3 separate regions of the Mus musculus genome follow, and all the other regions are linked to region 2. Evidence: chromatin contacts called from public ChIA-PET and Hi-C data. All regions are on one chromosome and are shown on one strand. The core of a region is the stretch at or near the end of the contact, and the rest is flanking DNA. Distances in the headings are between cores, read along the strand shown.

Region 1 (4,226 bases), core at 629-3,128, 680 kb after region 2:
ACTTAGGTCTCTGGCTAGGAAGCCAGAAAGAATCAGGCTTTCCGTGGCCTAACGGGTCTACGATGATCCTTCTGGAAGCCTGGAGCTTTTCACAAACCTATAGTGTTATCACCCAGTGTTCCCCAATCTTCTAGTGGCTGAACCATCTGTCTTGAAGCAGGGTCAGGCCATCTTTGATGGTGGACAACAAAGATCTGGTGGTCAGTGCGACTGTGGACACTGTCCCTAGCAGAGGCCTACCTTTGCTGTAGTCACCTCTGTCAGCTCCTTGGCTGGGTCCATTTCCTTGAGCTCAGAAGGAAGTGATGCTATGGATGACCTCCAGGGTAGGGGGAGTTTGCTGGGAAGAACATCTGGTGTGCTGCAGGCAACCAATCTTTGCTTTATGTCACAACCTTCCACTGTTCACCAGCTTGTTCAAGTGAAGCTATGCGAATCTCCTGGGCCTCTTGGCTAGAGCTTCCAATGGCCTAGAACCTTCTCTATGCCCTTCTTTTTTGTTAGCAGTACTCTTTAAGTCAGTCAGGATGGGATGGGCAGCCTGGATGCAGAGGGCAGAGTGGGGCCACCTGCAATTACTGTAGCAGATTACAGATCTAACAAATGTTCCTGTTGGGGCTGTTATGGCCCCACCCCCATCCCCACCCCAGTCTCATTATGGCCAGCCAGGGGTGGGGCCCAGGCCTCTAATCCCCAACAGGGCTGGAAAACATCCTTCCTTGTAGCTACTGTCTGTGTTCTAACTTACCAAAGTCAAGAGTGGACCAGAATTCCTTCTATGCATTTCTGCCTTTGGTCAGGGCTCAGGATGCCTGAGGTACTCCAGTGTCAGGTGTTCAATCCCGAAGTATTGCTGGCTGTGCACACCTCTGGAGAACATAGCCCATTTGCCCAGGTCCCAGGGCTATGCAGTGTAGACACTCTGATATAGACCTACCCTGAACTTCCCCATGCTTATGCAGTCTCACCTGCTCTCTGATGTCCCTAAAGACTGGTTCCAGGCCAATCCCCTTACATTCAGATCCCACATTGTACCCATACCTTTCCTGACTGGCTTCCATGATGTACAGACTGGGGTTGCTCTTTACAGTGCATTAGTCAGGGAATTGGGGATTTAGGTCAGTGGCAGAGTGCTTGCCTAACAAGTGCAGGGCCCTGGGTTTGGTCCTCAACACCAGAGGTGGGAGGAGGAGACTCACAATGCTGATGTTGTTGGTCTCTGCTCTGTGCCCTTAGAGCATCAACAGCTGACTGTCAGCTGTCTACATGGGCCGTGGTGGAATGTCTAGGCATACCTCTAAGAGCTCTCAATTTCTTTTTCTACCATGATGCTCTCAGAGCCCCAAGCATTTAAGAGTAGGATGGCCTCAAAAAACCCCCAAGTCTTGATCCTTCCTTCCTACTTTGTTTATCGACTGGACTTTTGAGTCAGGTTCTTGCTGTGTTTCCCAGCCTGGCTTGGAGTTCCTGAGCTCAGTCCCTACCTCAGTCTTCTCCAACCTCATGTTCCTGTGCCCAGTGTGCTCTTTCGTTTTGCAGGGGAGATAGAAAAGACAGGGGCAGGTACAGAAAGAGGAAGTGACTTGCCTTCAGCGACTCAGTTTCTTAGAGTTCAGTATGAATAGTACTACTGGGCCACACAGGGTGCTATTAAATTATCCAGGGAATTTTTCAAGGCTGCCTCTTTCTGGACATTGACAGTCAGCAACTCAGTGAAGACAGATCCTTGGTCTAAATCTGAATAGCTTGCCAGAATGACAGATTCAATCAGCCAAGGTGAAGCCTGGGCATTTGTATATTAGCAAGCCTCCAGGGAATTCAGATGGTGGAAGCTACCTTCTATGACAACTAGGGACTTCCCCACCAGTTCCTAGAATAGAAGGGACTTTTATTATACTAGGTACACATGCAGGAGAGACTGAATGGAGACCATTCAGAGGAGTACAGAGGGCTGTGGTCTAGAAAGTGAGACAGGGACAAGCCTGGCTCTGGTAGATGGAGCTGGTGTGAGCTGGTGTGGTGGAGGTCAGGAGAGTAATTCTGGAGGCAGGATTTGTCTAATGGGACTCAGAGTTACTGGGCATTGTCTTCAGACTCTTTATAAACTTAAAATTTTAAACATGCATATTATGTATTTTGATTATTATAGCTAGTTCCCATTATCCCTTCCCATCCCCTCTGAACTCTTTCTTCTCTGGGTTTTCTTTCTGTTAGTGGGTGTGAGTGTCCACTCCGTAGCCCCTGGAGATGGTCCCTCTGGGGAGACTGCAGGAAGGGGGACTTGAGCATGGCCAAGGCCATGTCGTGTCAGCAGGAGCCCTGAGGCTCCTGAGTCCATTCTTTCTTGCTTTGCAGGAACCAATGGACCCAGCATTAGCCCTGCTGATTCTTGAGGCCCTCTGCAGGCCACCTGTGTGTACTCTGCAGAGACCAAGTCCACTTGGCTTTGTCACAGTGCTGGAACATGGGTACTGATATTTTCCTCAATAGGGAAAATGAGGCCCTGAGAGACAAAGTCATTTGAAAAGGGCTGGACAAGCTGTGGGCAGGGGAGCTAAACCCTAAGCAAACATTTATTTCATGTCTTTTTTCCCCTTTTCCTTCCTTCCTTCCTTCCTCCCTCCCTCCCTTATCAGTGCACCTACCTTCCTTTCCTTTCAAGGTAAGTTTTTACTACGTATTCCAGGCTGGTTTTGAACTTAGGATCCTTCTGCCCGAGTCTGGTGAGTGAGTACTGACACTATAGGCATATGCTATCACACTGGGCTTCAAACCATGCGTGCTCTTGGCCTCTTTCTCCTCTGCCCACCTCAAACCTAACTTTTGTTCCCAGAGGCCAGGGGCTCTGGGTGAACCAAGCACGGCACTGCTCAGCTCAGCTGTTGTGCAAGTCTTCTCATTACTGAACTCTAGACAGCAATGGCTCCATACCCCCCCTTCCTAGAAAGATCAAGGAAAGACCCCACACAGAGGAGAAAGAAGAAGAAAAGGAAGGAGGAGGGAGGGGAAAACCAATTTCTTTCTGTTCTCCACTCTGAAGATCTTACCTGGGGCCTGTGTCTTGTGGGGACAAGGGGGACTAGATGAAGGGAGTCCCTGGGGCTATTCAGCTTCCTCCTGCTCCAAGCAGGCTAGGCTGGAAAGAAAAGCACTTGCTTTCTGCTCTCTTAGCTTTAGGGACTTCAAACCAAAAGGTGGTTTCCCTGGCCTCAGAGCAGCAGCCGGCACTTGAGCCGTTTGCCTCCTCTTCTGCGGTGAAACTGTTTGCCTGCTAACCCCTTTCCTACAAGTTGACAAGAGGCACAATAAAAGTCAGATGAGACCAGATTAAACCAACTGAGAACTGTTACATGATAACCGAAGAAGGTTAGAGGCTACAAGGGTGTGATCTGCAACAGGTGACTGACCTGTGACTGTGAGCTTCAAAGGAGGAAGTGTGGTCTAGCCGCTCTCTCTTGTTGGAATCTCCGTGAGGGGGAGGTTGTTGTATTCCTTGGACACTCTCTGGAGATGTTGTTAGGATGCATTTTCCTCTGTGTTAAGGAAGTCTTATTGTCAACCTGACATCCCTGTGTCCAGAGACTCACACCTCCCATCCACCTGAGAATCACCCCTTTACCTAGAGTCAGAGAACTTCCTTGTTCTGTTCTCAAATTCTTGAAATGTCTCCTGTTGATTGGCCGAACTTCTGGGACCAATGTCCACCAGATGTGGAAGAGGCTGCCATCGTCCTTTCATGTGGCTCTTGTGTCTGGCCATGCCAGACATCAGAGAACCTGTGTGAAGAGCGTGCATATCTGAATTCTGGGGGGAAAAAACGTTCTCCAGCAATTGCTCCTGGGGTCCTGGCAAAAAGGATGACCTGCTGCCTACTGGACAGTAAGGACTCCCTGAGGTGAGATGTGATTCCCCATGCGTCTGAGAAGGTGAGGCTCAGAGAGTACCGCAGGGACCCCTTGGTTTGCCCTCAAGCCCAGGAGAATGACGTTCCATCTGGGCCTGCCCCAGTTCTCTAGGGGTCAGGACCCTTGAGAGCAAACTCGTCATGAAGCTGGAAAATGTCATCTACTGCCACCTCCACTACCCATGTGCCTTGCCCTTGCCTATGGTATTGGAGTAAATCTGAGACAGTTCATCCCAATAGGATGTGGTGGCTGCTTCCCTCCTCAGACTGTGTCATAATGTCATAATCGTTTGTTCTCATCTTCCCAATCTGATGAGGGGTT
Region 2 (4,763 bases), core at 247-2,746:
CTCTCCAGCCGGGCCTGTCTTCTTTTCCTCTGTAGTCTTTGTCGTCATTGCTTTCAAAGAGCCAAAACCTGCTTTGTTGTTGCACCTCAGGTTTGGCAACCTTGGCGATATAGTACAATCTTACTAGTCTAACTTTTGTCTGAAAATGGGGATGACAGCTAATCTCTACAATTAATAATTTGCAAAATATTGCTGTCTACCTTGGTAGGCTTGTTTTGTTATGGTCCAGAAAAAATGGCCTATTTTAAACATTGATCATCTTTCATTCATCCTTAACTTCCTCTTTTAGAATTGCTACATTTTAAAGCCTCTGAGTGGTTTGTGTTTGTTTTGTCTTGAGACAGGATTTTATTGTGTAGCTCTGGCTGACCTGAAACGTGCTACATAGACCAGGCTGTCTAACTCACAGAATCAACCTACCTCTTCCTCCTAAGTGCTTGACTAAAGGTGTTCATGTCATTATGTCCTGCCTACTTTTGAATCCTGGATTCTCTCTTTTAACAATTAGTAGTCTACCAGAGCATTACAGAAGCAAAGGGCATCAGTAGCATCCAGAGTATTTGTGCTAAGTGGCCCTGCCTTCAAGTTGCTCAGCATCAGATATGCCAGTGAGTGGAGAGGCGTGAATAGACGTAAGGAGTGCCATGCTGGACGTGAGCAGAGGGCGGTGAAGCTTGAGGCTTCTCACTGTAGAGTGGCTGCTGTCCTTTGCAACCCATCTTCACAGGATGAGTAAGTAAAACCTTTGTCTTCCCCAGATGGGAAATTAGAGGATGTAGCAGAGGTTTTATCAGACAGGAGTTTTAACTCACAAGCTCAGAGGGGTAACTTGTCTTCTAAGTTACCAAGGGTTGCCTTGTGGTATGGCCCCTCTTGAGAAGCAGAAACCCTGAGAAAAGTCAAAGCTTCTCCTGAGCCCACCCCCACCCCCACGCCCACCCCCACCCCCACCCCCACGCCCACCCCCACCCCCACCGTTCAGAAGCATCTCTGACTGGAGCCACTGACCGAAGACGGCTCTGTGAAGCTGACCCCTGCCTGGAGCTCACCGCTATCAGACGTTGGCTTGGGGTACCTTTTGAATTTTACTCCCTTAGCTAAGTCTCTTGTACAGTTTGTCCCCCAAACTGAGCTTTCTTTAATCAAGAGTCTAAATATAAAATAGGCCTATTGTAAAAATGGCCTATGATTTATTATTACCATATTATTATTATTATTATTACTATTACTACTACTACTACTACAGGTTTTATGGGGTGGTTTCAAAGATCAGAGAGTAACTTGTAGAAGTTGGTTCTCTCCTTCTGCCCTGGGGCCCTAGGAATCAAACCCAAGTCATGAGGCTGGATACCAAGCCCTCCACCGCAGAAACCTCTCACCTACCCACAGCCTGATTTTTTTATCCAATTCCACTGGTGGCACAGCCCTGCTTGCTTAACCTCTCTGGTTCCAGTCTCTGCTGTAGGGTTGTATGTGAGGCACACAACAGTCTCCCTTGTTTTGGTGGCACTCCTCTGATGGCATCCTGTGTTCTCATTTCTGTGCCAGGCCTGTCACTACACCCTGCTGTCTTCTGACGTCTCATCTTCTGCTGGCACCTGGCCTTCTCGCTGAGTGTTCCACCTTAGTTAGTTTTTACAATGAAATAGCAAAGATATAATTAGAATATGGCTCAACAGTTAAGAGCATGTCCTGCTCTTCCAGAAGACCTCAGTTTGGTTCCCAGCAACCAGATTGGGCTGTTCCAGTCTGCTGACGGCAACCATTCGTAACTCCAGCTCAGGAGATTTAGAAACCTGTCCTCCACAGGCACCTGCACACATGTGTACATACACACATACAAACACATACACATAAAAACAAAGTAATAGATATAAAATTAAAAATTATAGTAAGCTAATTACTGGAAACACATTTCTAGATTTCCTATCAAAGGCCTTCATGAAGAGTCTTGTTACTGTTAGGCCAGCCCATAGCCTGTCACAGTTTAGTCTGATAAGCAGCTTACGCAGATCCAGCTCTCCTTAGCCATCTTGTAGGTGGGGGAGTTCCTTCCCCTGGGTATTGTAAGCTAGGCTGAGCGTCCCACAGAGCTGGATCTTGCCAGACAAAGGTTTTCGCTAATGGTTATACCATACTTCTAGAGGTAATGTCACATGAGCAAAGATAATTCTCTTTCTCCCTGTATGTTTTCAATTAGATGACATTTACTGGGAAGGAAAAAGGCCTATTTTTGATAGTGTATTCTATTTTCAGTCTACCACATATTTAAAGTGCATTCATTTAACAAACAAAGCTCCAGGCTTCAGGACTTGAGTTGAGGCAATGTCTTTATTACGCTGGCTTGAGTTCTGGTACCAGACCCTGGTCAGGTTGCAGGGGCAGAATGAATGCCCCATGTATATTATGTTTGAGAGGGTACCGGGTTGGGCATACCTGAACTCTTACGAGCTGACCTGGAGTGGTAAACAACAGAAAGGTGAGTGCCCTTGATTAAGATTCAGTCAGAGAGCAGGGTTCTCATTTCATTAAAACAAACAAAACAAAAAAAAGCAAAAACAACAATAAAACTAAAATATATTTTAGTTTTTATGCCTCTTTTTCTTTTAACTTTCATAATAACTAGTCATAGCCATTTTATCTACTGAAAATTAATTTATTTTATACATGAAAATATAATATAGCAATGGTATGTTACAAGATTTAAATGACAAACCTTTAAGATAAAGTGAGAGTTGAAGGGCAGAGAGAGGGCATAGGCTTCTTTTCTTTTGAACTTTTGTCTTATGTGTGTTACTGGTTGCCTGCATGTGTGGCTGTGTGAGTGTTAGGTCTTGGAGTTACGGACAGTTGTGGACTGCCATGTGGGTGCTGGGAATTGAACCCAGGTCCTCTGAAAGACCAGCCGGTCCTCTTACACACTGAGCCATCTCTCCAACCCTGAGTGTAGGCTCCCTTTTGAGTTGTATGATCCCACACTGTGGTTGTTAAGCCCTCTGGCATTCAAGATGCTTTCACTAAAATTCACAAAGCTGATGAGCGGAAGGAAAGAAAGTCCCACTCCTTGACCATTACCCTAGAAGATTGGATCTGTAAATATGTTAATCTTTGAAATGACAGATATATGTGCATGTCAAATAATGTCTGAACTAACTAGAAAAACTTGCTTTACTGCGTGATTGTGGTATAAGTACCATTTCCTGAGAGCTTTTACATTGGACGTTTAGGAGTGTGTGTGTGTGTGTGTGTGTGTGTGTGTCTGTCTGTCTGTCTGTGTGTGTGTCTGTGTGTATGCAAGTAAGTATTAACCTTATTTAACTATGGGCCATGTGGGTTCCTAAGAATGTCACACCTTGTCTATGCCAGTAGATCAGTGTGTCTATTCTTGTCACTAAATCTGATGCCACTGCCGGATTTTCCTCTCTGTTGGAAGGGTAACACCCAGAAATGAGAATTCTTAAAATGTATTTCTTCTCTCTGTGATTGGGGTATTTTTGAGTTTTTAAAACTATGAAATAATAATGACAAGCCCCAAGAAAACAGAGTCTGGATTTCATTTTGTCTCCTGACTGGGATCCTAGGCACATTCCCGACACATCACAGGCAGCTCATGCCTCTGGATGGTCAGTATCAGTTTTCAGTCGTTGAAAGCCCCAAAAGGAAACAGACTGATTTTCCACGCACAAACAGCTGGGCAGCTGTGGATGGAATTAATTGCTGATATATATTGGCTGCTTTTTTCTTCTCCCGTCATTTCCTTTGCAGCTGTGAAAGTGAATTTTGACTTGGAAACAAACATTTCCAACAGTGTGAATCCAAAAGTATTAAGAGAAGATTCTTCTAGTAAGTAATAAAAGCTGGCACCTTGGGCTGTGCAGTCCTGGGTGATGTGATAAGGGACAGAGGTTGGTAGCAAGTGACTCACGATTACACAGATGGTGGGCAGTAACTAACCAGGGGCCTGCACTATGAAAGGAGGGTTGGAATGGTTACCGTTTCATGTCAGGGGTGACCTCATAATCCCAGAAAGGCTAAGGTAGTGAATATCCCCCTCCATAAGGTCCTTAAAGAGGGGGTTCCAGGCCACCTCTCAGAATAGTAAGATGTCCAGTATTCCGTAGTGATTTGTCCTTCCAATATGAGGGTATAACAGTTGTGGAGGGTAATAAGACATTGATCATTAAACATTTTCCTGGGTTTCTCTCAAAACCTTTTCTGTTGTTTGTTTTACATTATATGTAAATAATTCATGGCAACATAAAAAAACATGCTTTTAAAATATCTCTCTGATATTTTAATCAGAGAGACTTATTTAATTGTATGATTACAGAATGAAAAACTAACTTGAGCCTCTGAATGCATATGTGCAGAAAGTGGTATTTGTTCAAAACCAATTAAATAGTTATTGTTTATAATAAATTTAATACTGAAAATTATTTTAAAAGATTTTTATATAGTACTTATATTTGTATTCTATCGAATATCTTATTTGGAAAAAGTCATATAATAAAATTTTAAACTAAAATTCTTATAAAATTTGTTAATAGATTATTGTGAAATTTTTTGAAGTATGATTTATTTTAGTGATCATCAACAAAATTATTTTCTCTTGTATGTACACATTCAATGACATACCAGAGAAAGTCCATAAATCATATCCTTTTCCCTTTATATATATATTTTTTTTTTAAAAAATTTATAAGCTTTCTGGTAACCCACACCTTTAAGCCCAGAACTCAGGAGGCAGTGTCAGGTGCATCTCT
Region 3 (4,537 bases), core at 1,986-4,485, 620 kb after region 2:
GTATTGAAGGTGTCACAGTCATTGGAAACTGCACAGACCCCAAGACTGCTTCTGCTGCTCATCTGTGTGGAACATCTCTGTGGCCAGAGCTGGATCCCTGCCCCTGAAAAAGAGTCCCTCAGACCACACTCCACCTTGTGGGGGCCTCTCCTCCAAAACCTCACTTTTACCCTGGCTTTGTGGTCATGCTGTGCTCTTATCTAAGGATGGAGGAGTATTCTGTTTTCAGAACCTTCTAGAAACAAAGTCTTTGACTGGTGGATGCTCATACCAAGGTTATGCCCAGGGTCCCCCTGCAACAATTTCCTGGCTCTCGCCTTTCCACAGAAGATACTGGTGGGATCCAGAGAACCCTGGTCAGTGTGGGCCTTGGAGAAGAGCAGAGAGAGTTAAATGCAGATCATTTAAACAGACTGTGGTCTTTTAGAGGTGTTGTTGAGGTAGGGTCTTGCTGTGGAGCCCAAGGTGAGTTCTGACTCACTTGTCTTAGTCACCCGAACTTTGGGATAACAGGATGTCACCACAGCCAGTTTGTAACATGAATGGTTTTTGGTTTTATGGTTTTGTTTTTATTTATGTGCGTGTATGGTGTGTGTGTGTGTGTGTGTGTGTGTGTGTGTGTGTGTGTGCACAGAGACCAGATCTTCTAGTCTTCTGTCACTGGAATCTTGAGCTGCCTGCTTGAGTGCTGGGAACTGAACTGCAGTCTTTTGCAAAAGCAGAAAGCACTCTTAACCGCTGAACCATTTCTCCAGACCAACATTCTTATTTTTATTAAACAAATTAAGGAACTATGATGGGAGACTCCGGAGTATACAGCCAGGCACAGTGGGCTCAGGGAGCCCCTGGAATCTTCCATTGCTGCCTTTGCCCCATCTCGAAGTCACTGCCCTCTGGGCTGGCTTTATTCTTAATCAGCCTCTCTTTGGGTGATGGCTTAACAGCTAGCTTAGCAGCCGGGCATGACAGTGAATCTCTGTCCTGACATCATCAACAAAATATCATTGAGTGTCCCTGCAATCACTGGGACCAAGGCAATGTGATGCTGTGACCACCCCAGCCTGAGATATTGCCTGGACACAGTGACTTCTGTCACCGATAAAAAAAAAAAAAAAAAAAAATCAATCCCAAAGGTGGAAATGTTAAGCAACAGTCCCCTAATCTCTTAACAGGTAGATGGCAACCTGGGTCCCTGACCACAGGTGACCCTCCCTCTATCAGTCACACACTGCGGATGTGTCTCCACACCTGTCACTGGGTCAAACCCAGGACCTTGTAAGCCTTTGTTCAGACTTGAGGGGAAGCCCTTGGGTTGTTCTTTTCTTTCATTGGTTAAATTTCTTGCAAAGGGCAGTGTGAATCTGTCCTGCGTGAGCTTCCTCAGTCAGAGCACACCACACCCTTCCTGTGATCTCAGGGAAGTCTCTTTCCCCATGTTCCCCCCCCCCCCCTTTTGATTTCTTCTTTATCTTTCTCCACTTTTATGTATCCACATCTGGAAGCTTTGCATAGCTCACACCAGATGCCAGTCGACACAGGCTAAAAGATTAAAGTTCTGAAGGAATATCTGGTCCTTTGAAAGACTGTGTCAGACAGAGCAGGGTCCTGTGTGTGTCGTTAACGTCTTACTTTTAGAGCAGGATGAAGATTTTTATCATCCCAATCCTTGCCTCCCTTGCAGGTCTCTGTTTATAGCCCTGGTTAACCTAGAAAATCTATGTAGATCAGGCTGGCCTCAAACTTTTAATGACCTCCTTCTACCTACCTTCTTGGTAGTAGAATTATGGGCATGTGTCTCGATGGCCAGATGCAACCCATTTCTTCTGGCCAAAGGCTACTGTATCATCGCATCTTGGGACAATTAGTTGGGACAACAGGCACACTCTCCTGACGGGAACAATAGGTTGCACATCCTTTCTCAAGGCAGGTTTTCTTCCACATCTCTACATCCCAACAAAATAAGGGTTATTAGTTTGTCTTTCTCTAATACTTTAGTTTGAAAACTCTTCAGGGAAACACTGGTTTAATTTTTTTCTCTAAGCACACTACTAGAGTTTTAAAGCTAATTATACACTGCAAATTCTTTGTAGCAATTAATGGCTCAGAGACATAACCTCAGCCTGGGGGCACTGGAGCCCTCCCAAGCTTCTTGGTAAATCAGAGCCTGTGCAGTCAGCTGCTGCATCTGTGAGGGGATCAGGCTCAGGGGAGGGCGTCTGACAGACATTGCCACTCCCGGTCCAAAGCATGTGCGCTACTGTGTTGTTTTCCCTACTGCCCAGCCTCGAATCTGCTGGGGATGGCTGCAAACAGTGCAGCTGTTCCTGGTATAGGCAAGAAGATGTGGACTGAATCCTGAGCCACGCGCTTTCTAGACAGGGACGTTCTTGAGGTCATTGCCTCTGGAGAATCAGGACAGCCAGAACAATGCACAGAGACACTGTCGCAAAGACAGATGGACGGATTGACAGACAGGAAGGAAGGACATCCTTCAATTTCCCCGGTTCTTGGTGGGAGGCTTGCAAGTGTTGCATGTGGAATGTACTCAGTGAACTCAGTGTGCGTGAACATAACCTTTCAAGCTGAGGTGGATAGGTAATCCTCCCAGGCCTGGGAAGCTGAGGTGATGAGGTGGATAGGTAATCATCCCAGGCCTGGGAAGCTGAGGTGGATAGGTAATCCTCCCAGGCCTGGGAAGCTGAGGTGGTGAGGTGGATAGGTAATCCTCCCAGGCCTGGGAAGCTGAGGTGGATAGGTAATCCTCCCAGGCCTGGGAAGCTGAGGTGATGAGGTGGATAGGTAATCCTCCCAGGCCTGGGAAGCTGAGGTGGTGAGGTGGATAGGTAATCCTCCCAGGCCTGGGAAGCTGAGGTGGATAGGTAATCCTCCCAGGCCTGGGAAGCTGAGGTGGTGAGGTGGATAGGTAATCCTCCCAGGCCTGGGAAGCTGAGGTGGTGAGGTGGATAGGTAATCCTCCCAGGCCTGGGAAGCTGAGGTGACCAGAAGTTTCCATGAGGTTTCATCAGCAGCCACCTGTGTGCCGTAGGACAAGTTAACTTTTCAGTGTTGTAATAAGGGATTGAATGGACCCTAAAAGCGTGCAATTCTATGTTTTTTCTGTTTGCCACTGCTGTGAGTGAAAAAAACTAGCTGGCTTTGCAGAGTCCTCTGGTGACCTTGTTTTGTGGCGTATATAACCTTAGCTTCCCAGGCTCTTGGGTGTCTGTGCTACCCAGACTTCTAGCAAGATCACTTCCTGCCCACAACATGCAGGCCCACCTCAGCTCTCTAAACAGACTCACCCTCAGTATCGATGTCTTGGGGAAACTGTATTCATTTCCTGTTACCACTGTAACAAATCACCACAAATCTGATAGTGTGTAGCATCATAGATGAGTGAGATTCTAAGATCCCTCTCAGTAGGTCTGTAGTGGAACTGTTAGGAAGAATGCCTCTGCCTCTGCCCTGGCTCTTCAGGAACATTCTTTCCCTTTCTGTTTTGAATTTCTAGAGGCTTCCTGTACTGTCTTGGCTCATAGTCTCTTCCTCCACTTGCACAGACATCAGCGCATCATCTTCCCTTTCTGTGATGAGTGTTTCCATCTCTCTGACTTTCCCCCTCATCGTTCTTGTGGTCACACAGAGCTCACCTCGGCAATGTCAAGGTGATCTTCTCTTAGCTCAAGATCCTTAATTGAATCACTGCTGTAAAGTCCTCTTTACCACGTACGGGGACACTTACAGGTGCATGCATGTCTGTACACTATGTGTGCTGCACTCACGGAGGCCAGAAGGTGGCCTTGAACTCCCCCCCACCCACCCCCCGGAACTGGAGTTACAGTTAGTTGGTAGCTGCCATGTGGGAACCTGGGAGCTGGTCCTCTGGAAGAACAGCCAGTGCTCCTTAGTGCTGAACCATCTCTCCAGCCTCTATCCATTCAGTTACTAAACCTAGACTTGGGGAGAAGCATACTGAATCTCCCACGCTGAGGTTGGGCGGTGAGTGACTATACCCAGGTGTGCAACGGCACTGGGAGGCTGTAGACTTAGAAGCCCCATCTTGAAGTACTCAGGCACTGTACTCACATAAAGCGCATTCGTCTCCCAGCCGCCGCCGGGCTCTGAGAAGCCACAGCCATTTAAGGTCTTCATTGCTTAGCTCCTGGCGGTTGCCACAGCCACCAAGCTGCTGGGAAATGCAAGATTCTCCAAGACACACCGCTTTCTTTGGGGAGGGGGTGTGTGTGTGCTTGAGTCTTTACATAAATGAGAAAGCCTAACATTGTCATCTTCATTTGGCTGTGGAACGTGTTTGTATTTGGATTGGAGTGTGGGTGTGCCTCGTGTTCTGGGGACTCTCTTAAAACAGCAGTAAACCTTGAAATAGACGCTCCTAGAATACTGTGTGGCCTCCTTCCTCCCTCCCTTCTCCCCTCCCTTGTCCCCTCCCTCCCTCCCTTGTCCCCTCCCTCCCTCCTCCCCCTCCCTCTCATTCTCCTTCGTTTCCTTCCTTTTTTTTTCTTTTGTCTTTTGAGAC

The links. Hi-C and Micro-C count contacts between places; a contact is called where the count stands out from the background. ChIA-PET counts read pairs in DNA pulled down with a chosen protein or histone mark.
Region 1: a contact with region 2 is called in an RNA polymerase II ChIA-PET map of memory CD8 T cells, with 7 read pairs. The contact joins two enhancer-like sites. A contact is called at or near these places in 1 of 484 Hi-C or Micro-C datasets (CD8 T cells) and 2 of 115 datasets of contacts at active chromatin or transcription factors (memory CD8 T cells and regulatory T cells).
Region 3: a Hi-C map of CD8 T cells shows a contact between it and region 2, with 5 times the contacts expected there. The contact joins two enhancer-like sites. A contact is called at or near these places in 5 of 484 Hi-C or Micro-C datasets (CD4 T cells, CD8 T cells and memory CD8 T cells) and 2 of 115 datasets of contacts at active chromatin or transcription factors (memory CD8 T cells and thymic regulatory T cells).

The regions. Positions count from the first base shown.
Region 1 is chr19:53,868,378-53,872,603 of GRCm38.p6, forward strand. It overlaps Gm30990 (basic salivary proline-rich protein 2-like), which reads right to left. Exons shown (of 8, transcript XM_030251154.1): 7 at 3,620-3,776; 8 at 3,408-3,533. Among named protein-coding and RNA genes, the nearest start is that of Gm41863, 10 kb to the left of the region's middle. Within about 2 kb of position 1,879, at least 66 of the 459 cell types and tissues checked have an H3K27ac peak or open chromatin away from gene starts, as enhancers often do. A contact at or near this core is called in CD8 T cells, memory CD8 T cells and regulatory T cells, where this site is marked.
Region 2 is chr19:53,188,380-53,193,142 of GRCm38.p6, forward strand. The region is part of intron 1 of Add3 (adducin 3 (gamma)); the gene reads left to right. Among named protein-coding and RNA genes, the nearest start is that of Gm52402, 18 kb to the right of the region's middle. Within about 2 kb of position 1,497, at least 34 of the 459 cell types and tissues checked have an H3K27ac peak or open chromatin away from gene starts, as enhancers often do. A contact at or near this core is called in CD8 T cells, memory CD8 T cells and regulatory T cells, where this site is marked.
Region 3 is chr19:53,804,121-53,808,657 of GRCm38.p6, forward strand. All of the region lies in intron 1 of Rbm20 (RNA binding motif protein 20), which reads left to right. Among named protein-coding and RNA genes, the nearest start is that of Gm16299, 19 kb to the right of the region's middle. Within about 2 kb of position 3,236, at least 98 of the 459 cell types and tissues checked have an H3K27ac peak or open chromatin away from gene starts, as enhancers often do. A contact at or near this core is called in CD8 T cells and memory CD8 T cells, where this site is marked.